Regions from separate parts of the Sus scrofa genome. Here region 1 is linked to region 2. A link is a contact called in public Hi-C data. All regions are on one chromosome and are shown on one strand. The core of a region is the stretch at or near the end of the contact, and the rest is flanking DNA. Distances in the headings are between cores, read along the strand shown. Region 1 holds the start of LOC100524118 (somatomedin-B and thrombospondin type-1 domain-containing protein-like). Region 2 holds the start of ZNFX1 (NFX1-type zinc finger-containing protein 1).

Region 1 (2,700 bases), core at 160-2,659, 46 kb before region 2:
TTAAGGCAACTTATTTCACCTCCCCATGCCTCAGTTTCTTCCATTGTCAAATGGGTATAAGAACAGTATTCACCTGACGGAGTGGCCTTGAGGCTTCAACCCGATGTGACATATAAAGCGTAATTGCCCATGCGCATAGTAGGTGCTCAGTAAACACTAGCTATTCCTCTGCAGCAGTGAAACCACAGCTCCACTAGCAACAATGGGGATGGAAAGAAGCCTCTTGCAGAAGCTATTTCTGGTGTGATACTATTTAGCACAGTTTTAAAGACTGCAAAAAGTGCTATACAGTGTTTAAGAATTAGGACAGGTAATATACATTATATATATGATACTATATACATATGTATCATATATATTGTCTATATACCTAAGTGTATATCTGTATGTATATGTATGCACGTACCCATGTCAATCTTCAGTCTTTGCGAGTTCACCTATTTGCTAAAATTGATTTGTAACCCCCAAACCAACATTTGAGGCACTTCTGCAGTCATGTGCAGACATATGCAAAACAATAACAATTTTGAGTCATCCGACATGCATGTTCACAGCTAAGGTCAAACAAGGCCCCATCTGCCTTGCTGGAGGGAGGCGGCCGGTGGCAGCGTGGTTCAGTTCAAGGATCCTGGGCTCCGGGACCAGGAGGACTGGCTTTGAATTCTAACTCTGGCACCTGTTAGTGGGGCAGCCCCAGGCCAGTCACTTAACGTCTCCAAATCTTATTTTTCTCCTCTGGGTGATTTCTTTTTCTGGCCAAGCCTGTGGCATGCAGAAATTCCCGGCTAGGGATCAAACCCGAGCCAAGCAGTGACAACACTGGATCCTTAATCTCTAGGCCATCAGGGAACTCCTCATTTTTCTCTTTTGTAAAATAAAATAGAATCTACCAGAATGAGGTGTTTTTAGGATTTAAGATTATACTCTATGCGAGATATGTTTGCATATATGTCCCCGAGGAGCAACGGAGCAATGGCTCAGTATTTGTCAATTCGGTATTCATGAGTTTAACTACCATAAATCGTGAGAACTGACTGTACATATTTTATAGATGTTGAATATATATATATATATGTATATATATCAGCAGAAGTTATAAATACCAAATTCAGCACGGCAGTTAAATCTGAGGAGAAAGGAAAAGCATGCAGAAGCCCCAGTGGTATCCATTAAGACTCATTTCTTCGCTTTTCATGTTACATTATTGTTGTGCTGATCTCTCTACATTGGGGTATGTCTAAAATATTTCATCTTAATAAAAGAGGGTGGGGGGCTCCACATCCATGAGGTGCTCCCCGTGCCCACCATATTCAGGGGCCCAGTGAATAGGTACTTTCTGATGATGCAGCCTTTTTTTTAGGGCCGCACCCGCCACATATGGAAGTTTCCAGGTTAGGGGTCAAATCAGAGCTATAGCCACCAGCCTACACCGCAGCAACGCCAGATCCGAGCCGAGTCTGCAACCTACACCACAGCTCACGGCAACGCCGGATCCTTAACCCACTGAGCGAGGCCAGGGATCGAACCTGAGTCCTCATGGTTACTAGTCAGATTGATTTCCGCTGCGCCACGACGGGCACTCCCTGAGGATGTGGCCTTTGAGACCTCCAGCTTCTTCCTCCAAGTCCACTGTCCCAGGACAGATGCGAAGCTCTGAGAAGATAGTAAATGCGCAATAGTGCAGGGATCTCTGTACACTTACTCGGCAACGACTCAGGGCCTATACTTTGTGCGAAGCGCTGCCCCGGGTGATGGGATTACAGGGGAGCAAAGTAGGAAAGGCCCTTGCCCTGGAGGAGCTGACATTCTCGGTGGGGAAGACAAGAAACAATACAATAGATGATGTGATTTCAACTAGTGATCCATGCTCTGAGAAAATCCAAAGCAGGATAAGAGTGGCAGGGGTAGGGTGACAGGAAACTGTTTTAGAGGGGATGGGGTGGGGGGGGTGGCTCTGTGACAAAGGACATCTGAGGAGGCAAAGGGGAGGTGTGTATGTATCTGATGGGGACATGTTCCAGGCAGAGGGAACAGGCCTGGGGGCAGGGTCCAGGTTAGATGCTGGAGGGACAGTGAGGAGGCCAGTGTGGCTAGAGCATACAAAGCAGGAAGGAAAGTGGCAGGAGGTGACATCAGAGAGAAAGAAGCCAGCAGTGATGGGATTCAGAGCCTTGATGACTATTGTAAGGAAGCTGGATTTTATTCTAAGCACGAAAAAAAGCCACTACCAGGTTCTGAGCAGAGAAGTGACATCATCACATTTAAGGTTTTAACCAGATGTTTGTAGCCACTGGGTGGAGGTCAGGGTAGGAGCAGGGAAACCAGCAAGACAGCTACTGCAGCTGTCCATGCAAAGAGTATAATCTGCAATAGAAAAACCTAGGAAAAGTGAGTTTTGTGTCAAAGGAAGTGTTCGTAGAGTGGCTGGATAACCAGGCAGGGAGGCTGCAGACCAGATCCAGGCACTGGCCGGGAAGCTGGGCCAAGGGGAAGCACCAAAGTCCTGCCGTATCCTCCACCAGGCAGATGAGAGATTCTGCAGAAAATTAGGCAGATGGCACCCTAAACATATTCGTTCCAGGCCGCTGGCATCTGTGATGTCACCAAGCAGCATGCACAGCTGACACCCCCAGGAACTGTCATCACACCTCACCTAGACCTAGGGTGGCAATATTCGCACACCCACATGATTATTCATAT
Region 2 (2,700 bases), core at 195-2,694:
CCTAGTGAAGCAAAATAGTAACTCAGTCAGTGCAGAACATGGGCTTCAACGCATTCTTTGACGTGGCTACTGATTAATATTTGGCTAAAGGGCTCCAGGGATTAACATCCCCAAAGGCCTTGTCTACTATAGGGAGTATACCTACGCCTAGCTGGACATGAATCTTTTTTTTTTTTTGTCTTTTGTCTTTTTGTCTGTTGTTGTTGTTGCTATTTCTTGGGCCGCTCCCGCGGCATATGGAGGTTCCCAGGCTAGGGGTTGAATCGGAGCTGTAGCCACCGGCCTACGCCAGAGCCACAGCAACGCGGGATCCGAGCCGTGTCTGCAACCTACACCACAGCTCACGGCAACGCCAGATCATTAACCCACTGAGCAAGGGCAGGGACCGAACCCGCAACCTCATGGTTCCTAGTCGGATTCGTTAACCACTGCGCCACGACGGGAACTCCTGGACATGAATCTTTAACCCACTCCTCAACTGATAGCAAAGGGATGTGAGGAATGGTGACTTAATCTTGCAGGAAGAAAAGGGCAAAAAAACCATGGCGAGGACTGATGACATAGGTAACTGGGTAAGGCCAATAGGACAAAACCACATCCTTCTGGACCCCACGTAGGTAACCTCCACCTTTGTGCTTATTTGCTGTCCTTAACTTCCCTTTTTCTCTCCAAGGTCATCTATCAAACTAAAGTTCTTTAAAACACGCATTTCCTACAACGGGCCAAAATACAAACGCTTACCCCAGAGATCAGGAGACTGAAGATTGTGGATGTCTATACATGGTTGCCTTAGAGGCCCAGCAGGAGTCGTCTTCTCCGAGATCCATCCTGCAGTCTCTGATCATGCAAACCTGCGAACAAAGCAAGGTCATCAATCGCCATCTTTCCAGAGTTAGGAAAAAAAGAACGTGGCAGGGCCTTTTGTGGCTAGTGTATCAGAATTAACTGGCAAGTACTCAAAAACATCAGCATTGTCGATCTGATGGGGAAAAAAGTAAAGTCATCATTTACACCAGCCACGGGCTCCACCCACAGGCCCGAGCACATGGAGCGAGTTTCTCCAGCTTTAATTTATCTCCCTTAGTGGGCCTATGACCTATATCAAAACAAGGGGGACCCAAGAAGAGGACGGCAAAAGCAACCACACAAAGACAAAGATACCTTTATCTCACTCACCACATGGAGTAGCACACCCACGTTCCCAGGGTAGAACGCCATCAGAAGAGGAACAGAGAGACAAAGGTTCCGACGAGCGCCGCAGAAGCGAAAGAACGCGAAACACTCGAGCCTCGCTTAAATAGCCTGAGGAGACTCTCACGCCTGCGCACTGGAGTCAAAGTGCTTCCTCCCCCTCCTTTCCGCGACGCGCAGCACCCTCTGGGAAATGTAGTCTCCGCGCGGCCCTGCCGGAGGCAAGTCTACTGGAGGTCGAGACCGCTCTAGCCCCGCCCCTTCTCTGCATACACGAGGCCACTCGGGCTGGTCGGCCTCGCCGCCATGTCGCGCTTCACACGCAACAAGCCGTCCGCCGGCTCCCCCCTCCTTCTGGGACCGTTGAGGCTTGCGACGGCCTTGGTTGCTGTTAACCCGCCTCCTGCAGTCCCCTCCCCTCAGCGGCTCCCGGCGGAGCCCACGGGCCCCGCCGCCTGGGGGAGCTGAGGCGACGCCCGAGCGTCTGCCTGCCCCTGCCCCGCCTGAGGGCGGGGGCGCCGGCTGGGCCAGGGCCAGGGCCCCTCCTTCTCGTGTTCCTCCTCCGGGCCGGCCCCCAGCTCCGCCGAGTGTCTGGGGAGAAAGGAAACCGAAAGTGCGAGGCTCCGGGCGGGGCCGCGGACCATCCAGGGCCCGAGTCCGAGCGCCAGTCCGCGGCGGCAGTGGTGGAGTGCGGACGTATCGGAGCTGGGTGAGTGACCCCTGCCCCGAGCCCTGGCCCCACACTTGCTCCGGGTCCCCGGCGGCCGCGCCACCCTGCCACTGTCGCCACTTTTGCCCTGGCGCCCGCCTCAGCGCTCCCGCCGCCGCCTCAGCCCCCGCGTCCCCATCACCCTCTTCGGCACCCGTCACCCCCTCTCAGCCCTCATCACTTCTCAGCGTCCCCTCTATCCACTTGAGTACCTGTCCCCTGTCCTCAGCGCCCCTCAGCACCCCATCCCCTCCTCATTGCCCATCGCCTCCATCACCCGTCTCTGTCCCGCCTCGGCACCCCTGGTACCCCCGCAGCGCCCCCTTCACCTCCTCTGCCCCCAGAGCCCTCCTCCGCTCTCTTCATCTAGTTTTTCTGTTCCCCCCATCTCGGCTCTCACTTTTTGTCACAGCACCCTCTTCGTCTTCCTTCATCCTCCCGTCGCCTCATTCATCCCTCATCCCCCATCTTCTAGAAGCACCCTCCGCTCCCATCCCTATTTCCAGGTCCCCCCTCACTTCAGCAAGCAACCCCTAGTTGAGTTCAGCCCCACACTTTTCTTGAGGCCCCCAGATCTCCTCCACTCTCCCCCACCTCTCTGCCGCTCTCCTCTTCAGCCTTGCCTTGGCACCTTCTTCATGTCCCCACACAGCCCTGGCTCTCCCTTGACCCTAAAATATCATTATCAGGACCTACTGGGCTCCTGGGTGCCAGAGACTCCTCCATTTTTTCTTAGACTCTCTCAGGACCCTGGAGACTTCCCCCTGAAACCCAGCTCTAACCTCTTTCATCTCACCCTG

What was found. Hi-C and Micro-C count contacts between places; a contact is called where the count stands out from the background.
Region 1: a Hi-C map of embryonic fibroblasts shows a contact between it and region 2, with 2.5 times the contacts expected there. The contact joins the promoter of LOC100524118 here to the promoter of ZNFX1 in region 2. A contact is called at or near these places in 15 of 47 Hi-C or Micro-C datasets (brain, embryonic fibroblasts, epiblast stem cells and 8 more) and 1 of 2 datasets of contacts at active chromatin or transcription factors (skeletal muscle).

What each region holds. Positions count from the first base shown.
Region 1 is chr17:51,002,996-51,005,695 of Sscrofa11.1, reverse strand. LOC100524118 (somatomedin-B and thrombospondin type-1 domain-containing protein-like) reads right to left here and starts at 1,409. Exons shown (of 3, transcript XM_021077519.1): 1 at 1-1,409. The region is part of intron 2 of LOC106506050 (a long non-coding RNA gene); the gene reads left to right.
Region 2 is chr17:50,957,466-50,960,165 of Sscrofa11.1, reverse strand. ZNFX1 (NFX1-type zinc finger-containing protein 1) reads left to right here and starts at 1,444. Exons shown (of 14, transcript XM_021077518.1): 1 at 1,444-1,900. LOC100627868 (a long non-coding RNA gene) reads right to left here and starts at 1,325. Exons shown (of 5, transcript XR_300503.3): 1 at 1,177-1,325; 2 at 742-851. LOC106506050 (a long non-coding RNA gene) reads left to right here. Exons shown (of 3, transcript XR_002339902.1): 3 at 674-765.